Regions from separate parts of the Mus musculus genome. Here regions 1, 2 and 4 are each linked to region 3. The links are chromatin contacts, called in public ChIA-PET, Hi-C and promoter capture Hi-C maps. All regions are on one chromosome and are shown on one strand. The core of a region is the stretch at or near the end of the contact, and the rest is flanking DNA. Distances in the headings are between cores, read along the strand shown.

Region 1 (2,700 bases), core at 16-2,515, 610 kb before region 3:
AGACTCAGGAATAAAATCTGGACCCTGTCTCTGGACACCAAGATGCAGAACACCTATAAAAAGCAAGTTGAGCCAGTCAGGTACCATGCTACCCAGTCAGACAGACCACACCAGAGAAGACCCCCCAGCCAGTGTCATGCAGGCCTGGCTGGGTAGTCCATGCCTTAGGCAATCCATGTCCAGTGAATGGGTGGGACATAACACTCCTGAGATGACACCAGAAACACAGAGGCCCCAGGCATCATTATGATGATGAGCAAGTAGTGGTGGAGAGACAGAGAGGGAGAGGGATGTTTGTACAGTGAAGGGAGGTAGAACTGCTGAGAGTGTGAAGAACAGCCTGATGAGGGTGGCTGGTGATGCCACCTGGGGTTATGGTGGGGTCCTGGCCCATGCTGCCAGCCAGGGCCATGTCTAAGTTCATGGACCTGCAACAGCAGGGGTCTATTCCCACCAAAGGCCAGGCGGATGTCCATAGTCTCCAACTGCAGTACTCAGGAGAAGGGGCCCCACATCTCACCCAGGGAGCAGAGCAAAGCTGGCCCTGGTTGCTGGGGGGTTGTGAGTGAGCTGGTCCTGGGGTGTAAGTGTGGGAGAGCTGGCCTGGCCACTTGTCTAATGTGTGGTGCTGTGGCAAGGGAGAGATGCCCTCCCCCACCTCACCACCTATGGAAGATGGGAGAGCTGGCCCCCAAGGTCATGAGAGCAGGAGAGCTGTCTCCGAGCAGTACTCAGCAGGCCCTCCTGGTCAGCACAGTAGAGCTGTCCTTGGTTGCAAGGGGTCACATGTAAGCCAGTCCCAAAGCATGAGAACAAGAGAGTTGGCACAGCCCCTTGCTGGGTGTAGTACTTGGGAGAGCAGCCCACACCTCAACTGGACAGCAGAGCTGGCCCTGCTGGGTTGGGATGAATCGGCACGAGGGCATGAGAGTAGAAGAGCTGGCTCTGCCTCTTGCTGGCTGCAGCATTGGGTGGGCTAGTCAGTGTTCTGCCAGAGAGCTCTCCCATGGTGGTTTCAGTATGGGGGAGCTGGTGTACTGACCAGCTCAGCTACAAGCCAGGCCCAAATCCAGGACTTTAACATTGACCCTCCCCAACATCTACCCCATCTATGAACTGTCGAAGAGTGCGAAAGGGCCAGTCCTGCAATCCAAAACTACAGGATCTCCATGACACAGGGCAGTGACAGGATATCCCAGAGGAGTCCCAGGGAGGCTCCAGTATTGATAGTATAACAGAAGCCAGAGTTCTGGAACCAGACCAATAGATGCACTGCAGAAAGCATTTGCAAGTAAAGCTGCTGAGACAAAAGGGTGTACTGTGGGATACACAGCTGCACAATACAGCTTCCACAATAAGAACAAAAGGGTGTACTGTGGGATACACAGCTACACAATACAGCTTCCACAATAAGAACAAAAGGGTGTACTGTGGGGTATACAGCTACACAATACAGCTTCCACAATAAGAACAAAAGGGTGTACTGTGGGGTACACAGCTACACAATACAGCTTCCACAATAAGAACAAAAGGGTGTACTGTGGGATACTCAGCTACACAATATAGCTTCCACAATAAGAACAAAAGGGTGTACTGTGGGGTTCATGGCTACAGAATACAGCTTCCACAATAAGAATTTTTTCATTTGGGGTAGATCTAATATATTTAAATGTTTTATTGTCTCTGGTTGCCTTTATCTTGTCAGAAAGAACAAAGAGCACTACTAAACTCATTTTATGAAACCATAATCAACCTGATACCAAAACTGCATGAAGACATAATAAAAAAGGAAACTATAGTCCAGTCTCCTTAATGAACATAAATCAAAAAAATCTGCAGAAAACACTTGCAAATTGAATGTGAAAACATAATTTGATTTGCAATTCTTACTGCAGATAGAACACTTTGCCAGATTGCTGAAACATGTCACCAGACTCTGAGGGCCACTGCCTTGTTAACAGGAAAAGGGCTTATACACAGTTTAGGCTGAGTTTAATAAAAAAAAAAAAAATCAGCTACTCTCTGCCGTGCCTGTATCTATGTTACAACACACAGTGGGGGAAGCCAGGAAATACACTGTTCGCTACATATCATGTATATAGATATGTAGACTGATACATACTGTGATGAGAAGGACTCTTTGGAAAGAATCCCCAAGTCCGTTATACATCAGTCCTGGTGCTCCTGGAGAGGTTCAAAAAAATGAATAAAGGAATATAGGAGACATCTGTTTTATACTCAGTGCCTTATATTCTTTACTACAAATTTTAATTACATCATATGGCCACATGATGGCAACATGTTAACATATTTCCAGGCCATGACTATAACCGTGTCCGGGTTTTGCCTGTAAACTACGAGTTGACTGGACTTTATCTTTCCCTCTACTCTTTGGTTCTTGAATTATAAGAAATTCAGAATATATCAGAATTTCTGTCAGTTTTATATTAGAGAGTTGTGATGTCACTAAGGGATAGGAATTTTTCAACTTCTCTCAGTTACTTGGGACCATTGTCCTATATGTAGTCAGTAACTCTCAAAATGTCATGTGCTATATAAGGAATATTTTAAAAGTATGTATAATATTCAATCTCAACAGAAGGGTTTTCTCCAATCATATCCATTAGTGTGTTGGATTTAATTAGTCCTCAATATTTATTCTATGTGCTGAAATGGAAGTTCAGTAAACACTTGAACCAG
Region 2 (2,700 bases), core at 136-2,635, 620 kb after region 3:
ATATGAAGACAGTTAAATGAATATTTCCAAAGGGATGGATGTTAACCCCACCTCTAACCCCAACAAAGTTGCTAAACAAGCAGTCCTGGGGGCCAGGAACAAAGAAATTTAAGCAACCAACTGCTGAGGTGCTTAACACTAAAACTCATAAAAATCATAACTTGCTTTGTACTACTGTGTGATTACATTGGGCATGTATATATTCAATGTATCTATAACATACCTATTACTGTTCAAACAGGAGTAGAACTATTTTATAAGTAAATTAGTTGAATTGGTGACCATACATTTTGAGAGAGGTGGAGTTTTGTCTTCAGAATTTGCAGCACTCTAAGATATTTTGAAAGCATCTGTTCACTCCCTTAAACCAGCTCTCTGAATGTATTATACCTTTAAGAGACCCTTAAATGTTTCTTACCTCATAGAGGAACTAGAAGGAAATCCAAGTGAAATTCCGAAAGAATCAGCTTATTGGCTATATAACCTAGTCTATTTTTGGACCACGGATCTCCCGCCCTCTCCGAGTTATCTCACTGCCAGATAAGAAAATGGAACAGGATCAATGGGTAGATATGCTTTGAGTCTGGTTCTTGAATTTCTTTTTTGGCTCAAGTCAAAAAGAGCAAAGGGCAGCGAGTTAGGGCTAATTTCCAAGCACGTTTGCTGGTGGGTGAACCTCTGTCTGCCCCTGGCTGCGGAGCTTATCCTGGCAGCACCAGGGGGTCCTGCTGACCGCTATCCTCCTGCCTGACAACCTCCACACCCACATGCAGCTACCAGTGTGTGAGCCACACATCACAGGGTTCCTGTGCACAAAGCCTTATAAAACCCCCAAGCGCAAAGCTGGATGGAGGCGGTTGGAGAATGAGACCTGTCTCTCTAATTAGTCCCTCTACCTCTCCTTCTCTGGCTGCAGATCTATGCTCTGAAATTGGCCCCTTCTTGAAGGGACAGTAGCGCGCGCACACACAAACTCACTCTCTCACTCACACCCACATTGCTCCTATGACCCACGTTTTCCACCCCCTGGCAGATAGATATGTAGGGACTGGTCCGTGCTCTGCCTCAACTTTCCTCGCTTTGCCTGCCCCACGCGGCACCCGAGCTCCTGCGCCCTGGCTGGGCACCCTCCAGAGGGGCAGGTCCCCTTCTGGGCTGCTTACCTCGCACGGTCAACTCCTGGCAGGAACTGAAGCTGACCGCGGTGGTAGCGGCAGCGGTGAGCCTGCACCCAAGCTCTGGCTCATGGTTGGTCCTCTTCATCCGACACAAAAGAGGGAGCTTGCTGCCTTTGTCCTTTCTAAATCCAAGGGAGAACTTATTTTGCCCCTGAAATGGCCAACTTGTGCGCGAAGCTTCCTGTCACAGTGCCCCCTGCCCCCGCCCCCGCCCGGCTGCGCGCTGGACCACTGCCCGGTGGCCCAGCATCCAGGCCTCCGAGTCAAGGAGGAGTGGGAAAAGGGAGGGCTAGAGGAGAAGAGCAGGAGGAGGTTGGGAAGAAGGGGACCCAGTGGTCTTCAGCAGAAGGGAGGGGAGCTTTAGAGCCCAGGCGCCCTCCTCCTCTTTGCAGCCAAACCCACTTCCTGGGCTCACAAGCAACTTTCCTTCACCTTGGCCAGGCAGAAACAGTCGCATCTAACTGGGACTCAGGCAGAGAGGCACGGACCTTCTGACATCCTCTCCTCCTCATTCTTCTCCTTTCCTTTCTCCTCCTTTCCCTTCCCCCTTCTTCCCTCCGTTTATAGGGGTGTAGCTGCAGAGTCTTCAGTGAGCTACTGTACCTAGACCCAAAGGTTACAATACAGAAAGCCTGGCGGGGTTGAGAGCTTCTCTGCCCCAAGGTTTGCAGTCCTTAGGCAATGCATACAAAGGTTGGTGAATTTCGGAGCAGTGGCGTGAAGGGGCGTGGGGAGGTAGAGTGGGAGGTGGCTCCAACTTTGAAGCTCTGCTAAGGCTCACGGCACGCGGGTGGGCAGGGACCTACAGTCATTCCTAGTAAGAACTCTCCTGTGGTCCCTATGTAAAAGGCTGACTACTCTTGGAGGAGACGGCGAAAGAGGGAGCAGTGTGAGCGAGTGAACCCAGGAGGCCGATACGCAGCTTTGCCCCACACGCGGTTCAACTGCACATTGCGAACCCCTGGGGAGGCTTGTGCAGCACAATCTCTGGGTCAGCAGGGAGGGAGACGCTCCTGTTTCCTAGCAACGCTCATCAATCTTCTCGGGATAGCTCCCTCTGAAGGAATTCGATTGGATAGCCCCTTGAGAGAAGCCACGCCCCTTCAAGAATGCTGGGCTGCTGCTTTTTCGCATTCTCCCAAATTTCTTAGGTGGAAAAAGATTCTAGGGAAGTGCTTAGATAGTCTCTTCTTTCTTATCCTCCGGTGCAACCACACTGACCCCTTGGAGCTAACCTTTTCCAGTTTCACATTAATCTTTCTCTAGTCCTACTTTTTTGTTAAGAGGGTCTTCACAGAACCTTTTCTTTCTTTTTAAAATTAAATAAATAAATGCCTCAAATCGGTGACGTAGGCACAAAGAAAAAAAAAAAAGAAAAAAAAAGAAAAACAGCACACGGAAATAGCTTCAATAGACCGGGAGCTAGAGATAGCTTCCTAAAGGAAAAACCCCAGCTTATCATTCTGTGACTAGAAATGCGTTGTGCTCAGTTTCAAAACTGAAATTTCATTAATTTTTCCAT
Region 3 (2,700 bases), core at 195-2,694:
GAGTTACTCTGTTCAGTCGACAGAACGATTTCTGCCCGGCCTGTGACCTAAATATGAATATTCTAAATGCTTCCTCCCCACCCAGTCACCACAGCAGCAGAGCACAGAGGTGAATATAATTTCCAAATATGTATGTTACCTATTTTACTATAAAACGTTGCCTATATGTTCTCTTGTTTCTCAAATAACTATACTTTAAAAAATATACTTGTATTTAAAGTCTTTATTTTTTCCCAGAATAATATTTCCAGAACTTTAACCTTTCAGAATTTTAGACTTTATGGATTTTGATTTGACTGTATATCAAATTTGGTATTATGGCATCTTTTGGGGTTGTTGACCAAGGCCCATAATTACTGTGTTATTTTGGTGGATAGTTGCTTAGCACACAGCAGATTCTCAAAGTATTGTTAGTTTTTATTTTATTATTTTGAGACAGGGTCTTGCTACTTAGTCTAGACTGTCCCTAATATTCAAAGGATTACAGCCTAGAGCCTCAAAAATATTTTTTGTTGAATGAAACTGAATATAAGTAAGTGAATTAATTTGTAGGACCTTTTAATATGAATCTTTAAATAGAACTTTTAATAGAAGTGGGTGCTGGATTATGTAGTATTGCTGTTGTTAAGGTAAAGTCGCGAGTAAACAGCTAATTTGTAAAACACGTGTAATGATTGGGCAATGGGGATATGTATAATACTTACGTGTACTCAGGGCTGGAAGTTCGTTGTGGTTGTTATTCCATCCCTTGTTCTAAACTGTTGCGTGGCACTGGAACCCATGTCTAGATTCTAAGCGTTCGTGGAGGTATCGCTTCAGCTTAGAGTCTCCTGCACACTAACACTTTCCGAACTTTCTTGAATCTAGCTAGGTATTAGTGTCAGCCCAATCCTATTAGTGTAGTTGTTTGGTTTTTAGCTTTTAGGAAGAACTTCAAATGTAGAGCGACGGTACTTGTGCAGCTTGTCCATTCCATTCAGCTCTCTAAGCCCCAAGACTCCAAAAAGGCCCAAGATGCGAAGCTCTGGCCTGTGGCAGCACCCCCACTGGACCAGGCAACGAAATACCTAACTGTTTATGTAAACTAGGACCTCTTATTCTGTGTGTAATACAGAATAAAACACGCATACACGATTGCCTCCGATACTGTAAAGTGTCCACATCCAAATCCTGGAGTGGTCGAAGCAGGTTGTCGGGTTTTAAGACGCCAAATTCGAGTCGGTCTTCAGAACCCTGCTTTAGCCACTACGTGCACCGCGCAGCCGCCAATTGCCAAGAGGCGGAGAAACGCTTGGCAGCGGGGACCCGCGCCTCGGTGGGACGACCCGCACCTCTGTAAATAAAGCTCTGCAGCCCAGGCGGCGCCTCTGCCCGTGGGATTGGCTGCCTGAGTCGTGACGCGATCTGGGCGGGCCCGACCGGTTTGCGACAGTGGCCGCAGGTCCCGGACCGGAGAGCCCGGGGGGACTCGCCGCACGGCGCCGGCGTCCGGCCGGCGTGTGGGGGCCACGGCTCGGGGTCGCGGCCGCTGCCTGGATCCGCCGCGCGCGCGGCGCGGGACGCCGAGGTCTGGCTTGCGGGCGCAGCCGGGGCTGCGGGGAGCACGGGGGACGGGACGCGAGCGGGCGGATGCGGAGCTCTCAGCCGAGCTAGGGTGGTGTGCGGGGCCGCCCGGCCCGCAACTTCACTCCCGCCGCCCCGCCGCGCGGGGGACTCGCGCCAGGCAAACTTTCTCCCGGTGGAGCCCCGGCCGAGATTGGGGGCGGCGGGCGCGGGCGGGGCGGCGGCCAAGCGCTGTTTGTTTCCTTTCACTTCCCGCGGCGGCCGCTGGAGATGAGGACGGCGGGGCTGGGGCGGAGCGGCCAGGGGCCCCCGGGAGTGACAGTCGCCCCGTCGGGATTTCCCGCCCTCCCCACCCCCCCAGGGCCCGGGCCATGCGTGCGCCGTGAGGGGCGGGCGTCCGGACTTCGCGAGCTGATGCGGACTCGCTTTTGAGCGTCCGGGGACGAGCGAAGCAGCCCTAAAATGGAGGACTTTGCTACCAGGACCTACGGGACCAGCGGCCTGGATAACAGACCTCTGTTCGGGGAGACGTCTGCCAAGGTGAGTGCGGGAGTGGGCCCCGGGCCAGAGTGCGAGAATCCCGCCTCCCTCCACCCCGCTGGCTCCTTGCAGCCTGCCTGGAGGGTACTTGGAAGTGGGAAGAACTGTTCTTGCCGTCCCGCCCCTCTCTTGGGATGTTTGCCCTGCACTCTGCACCAAGAGCAGTTTGGAGTGGAGAAAAGTTCAGAAAGTTCTGGGCAGTTTGTGGGAAGCCCTTACGGAGAGTGCGGAAACCCCACCGTGGAGGGAAAGTCCTGCGAAGGTTGCATAAGCGCACTTTCCAGCTCCACACTTCAGGTGTGCGTCCAGGGCTTTAGTGGTTTCAGGAGTGCATCGAGAGCCCAGGGTTGCTTCTGATGATTGCTTACCTAGAGTTCTTAAGAGGATGAGGATGTGAAGCAGCTCCATGAAGGTGGATGTTGGCCACAATCCCAGGAGGTGATCAAACAAAGGGTCCCAGCTCTCAAATAGGCAGAGGCACTAACCGTTTTCTAGAAGCTTGACTAGATAGAGCCTCTGGCCTGCAGTCAACAAAAGTCTTTCTCTGTACTTAGCGTTAACTTTCTGAAACTTGCTCCCCACCCCCAGCCCCCTTGC
Region 4 (2,700 bases), core at 201-2,700, 640 kb before region 3:
TTAGAATATATATAACTTAATTTATATAACTTAAAGTAGCTTACAAAATTATGAAGATAGTTTCTGTGCCCAGCATTGTGTTACCCGTTGATCCTAAGCTAAGATTGTGTGGTTTTTCTTCAAGTGGAGTCTCAACTGGGATCCAGAGAAAAGTACGACGACAGGGCACCCCAGCCAGCAACGGGAATTGGGAAGTGTGGGCCATGGGTGGCAACATCCCACCATGGGAACTTAGCATCCTAGTGGGAGAACTCTGGCTGGCCTGGCCTGGCCTCCTGTGCCTTGCCAGTGATAGTGTGGATTACCATTTAACATTTCACACAATACTTCTTCCTGTATTCCTGGTGCCTTCTTCCTGCTCTCTCCTTGTGGTCTCTCTAAGCCCACCTGTGTCTCTTCTGCCCAGCTATTGGCTGTTGGCATCTTTATTCTCCAATCAGAATTACTTTGGGGCCTTCACTTAGCATTACAGTTGACAGGAAGAGAGAAACCACAAAAGTGATTTCCTTTCCTTTTTTTTTTTTTAATTAAAATATGTTGTGCTTGCTTAGAAGTACCACTGGCTTTCATATACAATCACTATAAAATGCTATGAAATACATACATGAAAGTTCATTATTAAACTTAACCTTTCCCTTAAGTTGTTATATTTCTTTTTTATTGTTAGAAAAGAGCAGGGAACAGAGCATAGAAACATATTTGAAATAGTATTATTGTTAATATGGGAAAAGGTCCCCTATTCTTGCCAAAAAAAAGTGATTAGGACAAAAATAAGTTAACTACATTTTTGTTAGTGACACATTGCAAGCCATGCAGCTGGATAAGAAGTGTAAATTGGGACTGGAAATCTGGCTCAGCTTACAAGCATTGACTGCTCTTCCAGAGAACCTGAGTTCCTTTCCCAGCAACCACATGGTACTTCACAACTATCTGTAGCTTCAGTTCCAGTGGGCTTCCACAGGCACTACATACACGTAGTATATATACATACGTGTCTATATACATAAGAGTGTAGGCAAAACACCCATACACAAGAAATTGTTTTAAAAAATGACATTTTCCCTACTTTTAACTCATTAGCATTAATATTTGGAAAATAACTTTGTTTTATAGTAGTATTTGAATACATTTAGTTTCTGAAATAAATATTACTCTTTAAATTTTCTCCAAAACTTTTCTCTTCTAAATTAATGTAACCATTGTTGGCTTGAATGGCTATCCTCAGATATCACATTATAGTAACAAACTAAGCTTTTGACCCTGTATGCTTGTTAGGTTTTTGGTGCATTCACGTGGGATTTGCAGAGTGTATATGCACGTTCTTTGTCATGTGGTTGGTTGTTGCCTGAATGTGAGACGTTCCTCATACGTGCCTATGTTTAAACACTCAGTCCACAGTTGGTAGCCTTGTTTTAGAAGTTGTGGGTTCTTTAGTAGCTAGAGCCTTGATGGAGACAGTGAGTCACTGTGGGTGGGGCTTCAGGTTGGCACTCTTTCTCTAGGTTGGCAGTGCAGTGTAACCAGCCTGCTTCACACTCTTGCTGCCACCACGATAAGCTACATTCCTGGGGATAAGCCACAATGGACACTTCTCTCAAGTTGCTTCTTTCTAGGGATTTGGGCAAAATGACAATCCTAGTGATGATTATTATAAAGGATACAAACTTAAGGTTTAATGTTAAAGAAAAGTTAAGTTCTCATAATTTATTACTGAAATACTGTTTTTAAAGAAATGTATTAAAACCTTTAACCACATACACATTAACCTAATACATATCTGGCTTTTTACAAAATGGAGTAAAATTCAATTTTCCCCAAAAATGTTCTTGCATATGACACATGATTTTTTTTTCTCTACTTTTCTTGGGCATAAATTTAGGGACACATGAAAATTTTATTCACTGTATTACTTTTACATTTTTCCAAAATTAGAATTAGAATTCTAAAATTCCCATTTTAGAATTAGAGACTGTTGCTTTTATTTGTTAATCTGTCAACATTTATTAAGACATTTTAAATCTGGAAAGATAGCTCAATAGGTAAAGATGTTTGCCACCAAGCATAACAACCTGTGTTCAAGCCCCAGGTTCCACACAGGATAGAATCAGTTCTGACAACTGGGGCAAGTAACCCAACAGTCTGAAAGCCTCCCTGGAGTTCTGTACACAGGGGAACAGAAACCACAGTCCATAGGCCTCCCTGGAGAACATCTGCACACAGGGCAACAAGTTGACTGCTCCTCTGAAAACCAAAGAGTCTAAAGGCCTCACAGGAGATCTACTGCAGCCAGGGCAACGGATACTTAGCTCCTCTACCCCTCTTAAGACCCCACAGTTGGAAGGCCCCACGGAAGGAAGAAATACAGGAAAACACAATCAAACAGATGAAGGAATTGAATAAAGCAGTCAAAACCTAAAAGTGGAAGTGGAAACAATAAAGAAAACACAAATGGAGACAACCCTGGAAATGGGAAACCTAGGAAAGAGGTCAGGAATTACAGAGGTAAGCATCACCAACTTGAGTTGTTCAGTTTCCATGGGTATGTGGGCTTACTGTAGTTTTGGTTCTTACTGAAGACCAGCTTTAATTCGTAATCGTCTGATAGGATGCATGGGATTATTTCAGTCTTCTTGTATTGGTTGAGGCCTGTTTTGTGCCCAATCATATGGTCAGTTTTGGAGAAGGTACCATGAGGTGCTG

What was found. Promoter capture Hi-C pulls out the DNA fragments that hold promoters and counts their contacts. A called contact is a pair of places that touch in the nucleus more often than the background predicts. ChIA-PET counts read pairs in DNA pulled down with a chosen protein or histone mark.
Region 1: a contact with region 3 is called in a Hi-C map of embryonic stem cells, with 4 times the contacts expected there. The contact joins the enhancer-like site here to the promoter of Tmem243 in region 3. A contact is called at or near these places in 15 of 39 promoter capture datasets (the 3T3-L1 cell line, 3T3-L1-derived adipocytes, the C10 cell line and 8 more), 3 of 15 datasets of contacts at CTCF or cohesin (CD8 T cells, the NIH/3T3 cell line and large pre-B cells), 54 of 484 Hi-C or Micro-C datasets (3T3-L1-derived adipocytes, the BV-2 cell line, CD4 T cells and 30 more), 17 of 115 datasets of contacts at active chromatin or transcription factors (the 230-238 cell line, T-cell acute lymphoblastic leukemia, astrocytes and 10 more) and 2 of 9 other capture datasets (adipose tissue and embryonic stem cells).
Region 2: a promoter capture Hi-C map of second pharyngeal arch cranial neural crest shows a contact between it and region 3. The contact joins the promoter of Grm3 here to the promoter of Tmem243 in region 3. A contact is called at or near these places in 5 of 39 promoter capture datasets (cranial neural crest, frontonasal cranial neural crest, maxillary cranial neural crest and 2 more) and 1 of 115 datasets of contacts at active chromatin or transcription factors (astrocytes).
Region 4: an RNA polymerase II ChIA-PET map of effector CD8 T cells shows a contact between it and region 3, with 16 read pairs. The contact joins the enhancer-like site here to the promoter of Tmem243 in region 3. A contact is called at or near these places in 15 of 39 promoter capture datasets (the 3T3-L1 cell line, the C10 cell line, the HPC-7 cell line and 8 more), 2 of 15 datasets of contacts at CTCF or cohesin (large pre-B cells and pro-B cells), 11 of 115 datasets of contacts at active chromatin or transcription factors (the 230-238 cell line, T-cell acute lymphoblastic leukemia, bone marrow-derived macrophages and 7 more) and 1 of 9 other capture datasets (adipose tissue).

The regions. Positions count from the first base shown.
Region 1 is chr5:8,487,601-8,490,300 of GRCm38.p6, forward strand. No RefSeq gene overlaps it. Among named protein-coding and RNA genes, the nearest start is that of Slc25a40, 66 kb to the left of the region's middle. Within about 2 kb of position 1,266, at least 35 of the 459 cell types and tissues checked have an H3K27ac peak or open chromatin away from gene starts, as enhancers often do. A contact at or near this core is called in cortical neurons, embryonic forebrain and embryonic stem cells, where this site is marked.
Region 2 is chr5:9,723,967-9,726,666 of GRCm38.p6, forward strand. Grm3 (glutamate receptor, metabotropic 3) reads right to left here and starts at 1,386. Exons shown (of 6, transcript NM_181850.2): 1 at 1,164-1,386.
Region 3 is chr5:9,099,293-9,101,992 of GRCm38.p6, forward strand. It overlaps Tmem243 (transmembrane protein 243, mitochondrial), which reads left to right and starts at 1,445. Exons shown (of 5, transcript NM_001081029.1): 1 at 1,445-1,567; 2 at 1,925-2,103. The coding sequence starts at 2,026.
Region 4 is chr5:8,455,306-8,458,005 of GRCm38.p6, forward strand. No RefSeq gene overlaps it. Among named protein-coding and RNA genes, the nearest start is that of Slc25a40, 34 kb to the left of the region's middle. Within about 2 kb of position 1,451, at least 51 of the 459 cell types and tissues checked have an H3K27ac peak or open chromatin away from gene starts, as enhancers often do. A contact at or near this core is called in the 230-238 cell line, the SN4741 cell line, T-cell acute lymphoblastic leukemia and 3 more, where this site is marked.